Regions from separate parts of the Zea mays genome. Here region 2 is linked to region 1. The links are chromatin contacts, called in public Hi-C maps. All regions are on one chromosome and are shown on one strand. Each heading gives the region's core, a stretch centred on a gene start, on an enhancer-like site or on the middle of the called end of the contact. The rest is flanking DNA. Distances are from core to core; before and after follow the strand shown.

Region 1 (4,635 bases), core at 1,046-3,545:
TGTGGTTCAAACAAATTTCTACTGGTGTTCACGAAGTTTAAATTCTGAAATGATTGATACAGATCCTTAAATGCAAAACTGTATGCAGAACTATATGTTCACTAACATTATGCAGGCATCAGAGTTTTTGTTGAGTGATCCGTACATGTCCCTTGCAACTTTAATGATCCTGCTACTGAAGTTGATGGAACCAGATTTGAACACAAACTTGTGGCTCACGGCGTGCACATAGAGAACACACAAGAGGTCATTTATTACGCATGATCACATCCAATCTGTGCATTATACTATTTGCATATGCATCACAATCTAAAACTATTATCTGCACATCTCTAGAATCAAAGTCTGAAAATACATAGTCTGAGCAACAATGAACTGAAAGGCTCAATTACTTGTTCTCTCTAGATATTTGCAAAGGGTGCATTTTAAGGAAATCCTGGACTGTGTGGGCAGTATTTTAAGGAAATCCTGGACTTGTTGCCTCCCGATCACATTTAGTATGTGTGGACTATTAAAAGAGTGCCGCAGTATTTTAAGAGAACACAGATTACGTAGGTGCAAAGTGGGCTGCCCATATAAAGGCCCTTTTTCCAAAGCCCATACACATGTGCAAAGTGGGCTGTTTGAAGGGTGTGTTTTTTAAAAATTTTGAGTCTAGTTTTCTGTTTTTCAGTTTTTATTTAAGAGGGTTGTTGGAGTATATACATAATAATTTAGGACATATTTGGAAGCATCTAGATGCTAGTTTATAGAAATTGATGTGGTTCTAAACATATCATACCTTAGTTTATAAAAATTGGATTATCAGTTTCTTAAAAACTAAGAAGCTGACATCTTCTAGCTAAAAGATAAAAACTAATTTCTTAAAAACTGGGTTGCTTACAAACATGATCTTACTCTTAAAATTTTTAGTCTGCCCTCAATAATTTTTTTTGTTGGAAACTTCTTAGCATTGTTTTGAAGTTGCTCTAATACTAGAATCTATCGTCTCTTAATCTAAAGTTCAACGCAAAACTGAAGAAGTCAGAACTTCCATATAGGAGCCGGCAACCTTCTTGGAGCAACGAATTTGAAAGAAAAACGCAGCTGCTGCAACTACATCTGGAAAATACCCCACAGACGGGAGAAGAAAACCAGGAACAATTATAGAAGCAAGCAGTTGATATTTGACCGACTAGTCCAGGCGCTTGGACAGGGTTTAATTTACTGACGTCTTGTGGTCCAAGCTTCTGAAGAAGAAACCCGCGTCGGCCTGAGGTAGCTAGCTTCAGGTGACGAGGTAGATGGGCATCACCGGAGCGCCTCCAGTGCCAAGGCTAGTGGACCTGAGGCTGACGTAGGGAACCGCCACTGCCGCGGCGCCAAGCTCGGCGGCGGCCAGGCGGCCGGACCGCACGGCCGGTGCCCAGCACGTGCACGCGGACGCGCCGCCGCCGTCGTCCCCGCCAGCATCGCAGTCGGTGAGGTACATAGGCACGGTTGGCGACGCGGGCGACCCGTACTGGGGAGGTGGAGCTCCTGCGGCGGGTCTGGTTGATGAGGGGCGCTTCCTGAAGAGATGGAGCGCGGCAGAGGCGGCGGAGCTCCACCACCGGCGGCGCTGCTGCTGTTTCTGCTGGCGGTGGTGCTTCTTGGCGATGGGCTTCTGTAGCTTGAACCGCGCGGAGTCCAGGGGCTTCAACTGCGCAGGCTGCTGGTGGCGCTGGCGCCTGCCCCACGGTCGCTTCGCCTCAGGCTGAGGGGAACAGAGGAACCACACCGCACGTCAACAAGATGCAAGAACGTAACCAGCGTCCAGCATGCAGCAGGCATGATTGGATCTTTGTTCCTTTTGGAAGAGGTCGATGCAATCATGTAGAGCAGTAGTGTAGTGTTGAGAACTAGAGATGGACCTGGGAGGGGAAGTGGAGGAGCTGCGGGTCGAAGCCGTAGTCGCTGAAGTGGTCCGACTCGGGCTCGGAGGCGGGCGCGGGGAACGGAGCACTCACGGCCGCCGCTCGCTTCTTCCCCATCGCCGCAGGGCCTCTCAGTTACCGCCGGTATGCTCTGTGCAGTGCCGTGCCGAGCCAGCCAGCTTCGCAGGGAAAGAAACGGAGCCCAGGGAGGTAGAAACAAGGAACCACGCCACCAACTCTTGTGTCTGTCTGTCTCTGGGAGTCTGGGATTTATTTTATTTTTGTTTCTGTTTTGTGAAAGGAGTCTGGGATTCGGAAAAGAAGGCCATGGAAGCTGCGATCTCGTTGAGTCGTTGTAAGTATTGAAGCGCGGCGGATGTTTGGGGAGATGGGCAAGCAAGCTCGAAGAGTGTTGAATTGAGTGAGCTGAGCTGGTGGGCAAAGGAACCGACCGGCCCAGCAGCCAGCAAAGTGACCGTTGCAGCTGCAACTGCTCCCGCTCCCACTCCCAAGCGCGGTCCCTTGAGAGCCTTTAATGGCAGCGGCGCCCTCCTTTTTCAAGCCTTTCTCCATTGCTCGTGCCTCCGCTACTTGAAGAGACAGACTGTAAAAGGGAGGCCGGTCTGTCCGTCAATCCTTTTGACCAACCAACCGGCAAGGCGACAATGCGTACCAGCGCACTCTGCCCTCTGCTTCTTTTTTTTCCCCCGGCATTTCCGGTTTGGGTCTTGCCTCCTTGAGAAAATAGTTCCTTAAAAAGTTTTATAGTGTTATTTCAAAACTGTAATATCGTATGAAATAAAAAAATATTAAACTTCTGCAAGGTTTTATTCTATTTTTTATCAATAAATACGGTCTATTTGGTTTACAGGTTAACCATATCTAAATTCATCCGTTCTAGTATCCGAACCTAATTAGGTCGTTTGGTTTGTATCGTCGATTCAAAATGTTTTCCATAAATACATTCCTAGCACCACTTTGTACTAGGCTATTAGTACAATGACAGTAGATTGCAACGGCACAAAGGTCATATTTTATGGTATAGTACAACACAGTATGACATGTGAGGGCTTAGATGCAAGCATCCTATCCACAAAAGAAAAAAAAATTAAAGCGGTGTCGTGGCTAGAGATGGCAATGGTACCCGCGATCCGATACCCGATGGGTATTTACTCCATTAGGGTATGTATGTGGGCTAAATATTCTACCTGTAGGTCTGTTATTGGGCAAAAATCTTCACCCAATGGGTAAACGGGTATTAGAACGTTCCGCCTTCACCCATACCCGTTAACCCGTGGGTATAAAATACCCAATATAAACTTTGCCCAAGCATGAACTTGGATTTTAGTCATCCAACTTTTTATTATTTAACAACAATTTAATGACCATGTAATGGAACATGTAATGTGCTATGTAGTACTATCATAGTGTTATTACTTTATCTAATTATCTTTGGTGTGTTGAATGGATGATTAAATGATGCTAGAAAATTTTGTAGCGGTATTTATATAGATATACTTGAAATTTGTATAGTATAATATTTTGATAGTAGTTTAATTTTTGTGGGTACGGGTGACCCAATGGATGACCCATACCCACATGAGTATGGGTATGGGGGTAAATCCATACCCGCCAGTGTATATGGGTGACCCGGTGGGATTATTTTTGCGTCGTGGGTATGAGTATGAGGTAGTAATACCCGGTGGGTATTTACCCATTGCCATCTCTAGTCGTGGCCGAAGGTATCTGAGTCACTAATTTCGTCAAAAAATAACAAGTTTTACGTAAAAGCGTCTGTTGTTCACTTGTTCTCAAATGCTGTGAATCAAGAACAAGGCAACATAATTGTTAATTATAACAGACCTTCATCTTCTGAAGTATTATCTCCACATGGGTATAATATTCATCAGACGAAGGTCAAGAAGGACATACTTCATCATTTAATATATGAATATGAACGCAAAAGGATGTAGACAATAACTGTATCTTGTTGATTCATTTATATTTGCATTCCACAAAACATATATGAGTATTAACAGAATTCATATTACATTGATACCTTCGGCTTGCTCGAAGGTGAAGACAAGAGAGAGTGATTATAATCCAGCGCGAACAGTATGGTGCTACTGTTCATCTATTTATAGGTACGAGACATAACCCGGGTAAAAGTACATTTATGTCCCTGACATCTATTTATAATCATAACATGAATCATTAAGGACTAAATAGTCTTTTTCCCTTTCGGTCAACATCATATTTGGTCTTCGTCACCATATTAAGCCGAAGCTCTTCGGCTATAGCTTCGGCGACCATTCTTATCACCTTCGAGTTACATCTTCACATCGTATGTCTTTGCCATGAGAGAAGACCTTTATGCCGAAGCCGAAGCCCCTGTAATAATCCATATACTGAAAACATATGGTTAGTCATGTTTTTGAGGACCTTCGGAAGAGGAAGGCTCGCAACAATAGCCCCTCACAGTTTTGATATATTTCTTTGTAACAAATTTAGACTGCAACGTGAACGAAGACCTTTAGCCGAAGGTCCGAAAAAAACATCTTCCTTTCGCTTGAATAGCGAATCATTCTGAATTGTGGGACTCACCAAACTGTGGGGCTCTGAGTATATATATATAGAAGCCTGTGTCGTGAGTATTTTTCGTGCTATCTAGCTGATTGTGCTGTGTTTGTCATTTTAACTTTGCTTTCTCGAGCTCGATTGACTTTTGAGCTTCGGCATC
Region 2 (4,635 bases), core at 1,512-4,011, 530 kb after region 1:
TCCATTTATACCTTTTAATATGGAATCACAATCCATTTTCTTAGATTGTTGGGATTCGTACATGGCCTAAATGCTTGACCTTATACCAATATTCAAGCTTATTTGACGGGCATTGCTTGCCATGGACAACTAATCTTGTCAAAATTCCAATTCGCCAACTCCTATTAAACCAATGACTACTAAGCACTCTATTAAAATAACAGTCTATACAAGCACTTCTTTTTGTTGCAAACTGTGCTTATAAGGCAACCGACTGCATTGTTTTTTGCGACGGGAAAACAAAGGCTACCATTTACAAAAAAATAATAATATTGGAAGTGGCTGATGGAAGACAAGTGCCTCTAAAAATACACCTTATTTTACAAGCCCCTAACTTAAAGATGACAACAAAAAAAGTATATACTTTACAAACGGTCTTCTTAAGCAGCCACCTAGGCTCGCCCAACGTTTTTCCTAAAGGTTTCACCGTGTCCAACCCTGACAAAGCAGAGGCTGACACTACTGAAATCCGGCTCTTTGTCAAGTGTCAAATGAGTTGTTGAGTGTTTTTCTTTGAGCATTCGACAAAGAAGCTTTTTACTGAAGGTCAAAAAAAAATACTTGGCAGCGCTTCTTTGCTGAGTGTATTCTTTCGACATTTGGCAAAAAGCTTCTTGTCGAGTGCTTTTTCCGACACTAGGCAAATAACTTCTTTGTCGAGTGTTTTTTTATATTTGGCAAAAATATTATTTGCCGAGTATTTTTTCAACACTAGGCAAAGACAATTCTTAAATCAAATTTTGAAGCAACAAATTAATTTAAATGAAAAAGTTTTGAACTACAAACTTGTATAGCTCATCAAGATATACAATATTTATTTTGGCCATTTCTTCATATGACAAAGTCAAAGAAAATTTGTTCACAAAACATATATACATATCTTGTAGTTTATGAAACTCTAAAAGAGATGTATAAAATTTGTGAACAATGTTAGAACAACCATGTTGGATGAATAAATAACCAAACAACCAAAATAACCTTTGTACATTTTAAGTAGTTATAGAGTTTTGTAGTTTGTAACTTTTTTATTTTAGGTCATCTTGTCAACGAAAACTATGTCTGATTTAAAAAAATTAAAATTCGGATTTGTGAAACGATCTCGGATAAAAAAACCACCAAAATGATAGTCGTAGGTCTTAAAAAGTTATGAAAATTTGTAGTTAACAACTTTTTGATTTATAATCATATGGTCATGCAAAACTATATTAAATTCAAATTTCAAATTAAAATGACCTTAGATAGAAAATCCACAAAAATAAAAGTTGTAGGTCTCGAAATGTTATTTAACTTTATAATTGACAACTTTTAATTCGAAATCATCATATCATACAAAAATATGTTTGAAGTTTTCAAATTTTGTAAACGATCTCAAATGAAAAAACTACTTATATCAAAATTGTAGATCTCAAAGAGCTATGCAACTTTGTAGTTAACAACTTTTTCGTTTAAATTCATTTAGTACCTCATATAATCAATTTACTCTTGATTTGTTATAATACGTGTGGAAGAAAATTATAATATAGACATAAATGAGATAGATGTGAAGTCGTAGAGGAGGTTATGTGTGAGAGAAATGTTACGAGTTCAAATCTCACTGGCCACGAAATAAGTGAATTTAGTTAAAAATGGTGTAAATGATAGAGTGATTGGTTCGGCAATGGGGCAGGTTTCAGGGGTTATTCCCCTAATTAAAAAATTGTTGTTTTAGGATTTTTGCGATTCTTAATTTACCGAGTGCCTGAAAAACACTCAGCAAAGAGCTCTTTGCTCATAAAATTTTTGCCGACTGTAAAAAGTTTTTTGCCAAGTGTCTGAAACACTAGGCAAAAAAGACGAGTCCGGTAATGCGAGGACCTAGACATCTCGGTCCTGAGCTCCGTCTTCCTCGACCCCCCTGCCTCAACGACTACGAACGTACTTAGGTGTTGTTTGGTTCACGAATGATAACGTAAATGGTAACGATAATGATTTACGACGGTAATACGTTTGAATAAGCCAGTATTCGTTTTTAGTGTGGTATTTAATTACGTTGGACTTAAACAAACATGATTTAACGTTATTAGTTACCTATTACGTTACAATTACGTGAACCAAACATCACCTTAGTTTACAAGCGGACGTGCTTGCAAATGTTGATTTTTGCAAATAGTTCTAAGTGCTCTAGTTGTAAAAATTATATTGTAATTTTTACAAACACAGATGATAGCGGACTCGTCCTCCGTTTAAGGGTGGTAATAGATCATGATTCAAATGTTTCTTCGCAAAATAGTATTATCCTAAATAAGTTTTAGTTTAAAGATAAATAGAAATAGATTTGATTCTAATCTAATTTGATCCTTAAATTTTATAGTGTAAAATTTAGAACCAATTGTCACACGTACCTCCGCTTGAATATATTTATTCAGGACGGCTTGTAAAAATATTTTCTATAGTAGTGCACGGTTCGCAGGTATACGACTATACGGTGGTAGGAAACTCAACCAAGTTGATGTGCCGAATAACGACAAATTGGAATTTCATTTTCTATTAAGGAATCAGATCTGCTAGTAAGAAAACATACAGAATGTAGCCAGCTCTGTCATGATTTACTGAGTTATTATAGTATGAAGCTACGGTGGGCATCATCATATCAATAACTAACGACGCAACAAGCTCCGAAAACCACCCGAGTCAAACCGCTTGGACATTAGCAAAGTCCACCAATTCACCATTATTCCAAGAGCTCGTGGAATGGGCAATATATTTTCTATAGTAGTGCACGGTTCGCAGGTATAGGGTTTGTGGTTTATGTACACCATTGGCAGCGAGCCCCCTGTGCTGTTTGGTTTGTCCAAAACCATCTCGTCGGCGCAGAAGCCAGCATGTCCACGCTCGGGAGCGGCAGTATTGGCTCAGTGCCCAGCGCGTCGGCGCCGGAGGTGGAAGGCCAATGGGCGCCGCACGGCGCGGTACTGACGGCCTGCGTCGTGGGCATCAACGTGCTCGTGGTCCTCTTCATCTTCGGTTTCTTTTGGCGGTTCTTCTCTGGGAAAGGGGGGCTGTCCGCGTCAGACCGCGCCGACGACGAAGGCGACGACTCGCTGCCCGTGGCCTCCGCGTGGGCGTCCCGCCACCGGCACGAGGACTTCGGTGGGCAGCAGACAACGCAGGTGGAAGACGTGGCGTCGTCCCTGCCCGTGTCCGTGTACACCAGCGCCGGCGCCGAGGAAGGAGGGAAGGCTCCCGAGTGTGCGATGTGCATCCTGGAGCTAAACGACGGCGACTCGGTCCGCGTCCTCCCGCGGTGTGGGCACCGGTTCCACGCCGACTGCGTGGGCTTGTGGCTGCGACTCCACATTACGTGCCCGCTGTGCCGCGGCAGAGTCGTGGGCTCGTGGCCCCCGCCGAGGTGGCCATCGCTGATAAGTGATAACTCCATGAACGCCAAGAACGACGACGACGTCGCCGCGGATTGCTCCGTGTGAGGCGGCGCTCCGACGCCCGACCGAGTCGAGGACAGGTCGCTCGCTTGATCTGAGAGTGCATGGTGAGCAAGAAAGTGGTGGACCACGTGCATGGCGGAAGGTGACAACTGAAAACCAGCTTTCAGCTAGGTCGCCGTCCATATCCATGTCGCTTAGCTCCAGGTGACCAGCTAGAAAAGATTGGTGAGGCGATCAATTCCTTCGTCATGTTCTTCGTATTGTGTGTGGTGTGTATGTATATTTCTGCATGGTTTTTAGTTTTTGGGATTAGAGATGTCGAGTGGTATGTATATCTTATTGAATGGAGTCTTTCTCCATTTGTAGTGTATGGACTTGACATGTGCATGATTAATTATTCGTTTTATCAACTCTGTTGGCGCCGACGGCGCCAAACACTGGGTTCTCTACGGCGGTGCGGACTAGCTAGGGCCAGACGCTAGAAAGTAGGAGCGGGGTTTCCTGCACTGCGTCACATGGTCCGCGTCGGGTGACCGGACGGTCCCAGCAATACCGGAATCGATGGCTTTGCCGAGTGTTTGAAGCACTCGGCAAAGCCTTAAAAACACTCGGCATAGTCTTTGCCGAGTGTCGCACTCGACAAAGATGGTTCGGCACACAGTGCATCGGCAAAGCCTTCTTTGCTAAGTACTTTTTCTCGAACACTCGGCAAAGAGGTTTGTCGAGTGCCAGGGGGCACTCGACAAAGAAAAGCAGCTGTTACGGTGACGGTGACGGAGACGGTGTCTTTGCCGAGTGTCCCAGGTGACACTCGGCAAAGGAGTTACCTTTGCCGAGTGTCTGTCGGACAGCACTCGGTAAAGAATACGCCAGTGGGGTCCCCATGTCAGGTACTTTGCCGAGTGCTTTGTATGGCACTCGGCAAAGCGTGATTCTTTGCCGAGTGTCAGAGCCACTACACTCGGCAAAGAACCTATACCGGTGCCCATGTCTTGGTTCTTTGCCGAGTGCTATGGTTCTGACACTCGGCAAAGGACCTCTTTGCCGAGTGTCACACTCGGCAAAGTGACCAGTACATACCTTTTTTATTTGTTTTTCCTATTCTATCCATAGAAACAAAAGATATTTCACAGATATCACATATATACATCACAGATCATCACAGACATATATA

The links. Hi-C and Micro-C count contacts between places; a contact is called where the count stands out from the background.
Region 2: a Hi-C map of ear shows a contact between it and region 1, with 3 times the contacts expected there. The contact joins the promoter of LOC109941420 here to the promoter of LOC100194384 in region 1. A contact is called at or near these places in 2 of 25 Hi-C or Micro-C datasets (ear and tassel).

The regions. Positions count from the first base shown.
Region 1 is chr8:87,775,580-87,780,214 of Zm-B73-REFERENCE-NAM-5.0, forward strand. It overlaps LOC100194384, which reads right to left and starts at 2,296. Exons shown (of 2, transcript NM_001139416.1): 1 at 1,893-2,296; 2 at 1,017-1,735. The coding sequence starts at 2,012. The coding sequence ends at 1,268.
Region 2 is chr8:88,304,577-88,309,211 of Zm-B73-REFERENCE-NAM-5.0, forward strand. It overlaps LOC109941420 (RING-H2 finger protein ATL3), which reads left to right and starts at 2,762. Exons shown (of 1, transcript XM_020542357.2): 1 at 2,762-3,818. The coding sequence starts at 2,901. The coding sequence ends at 3,503.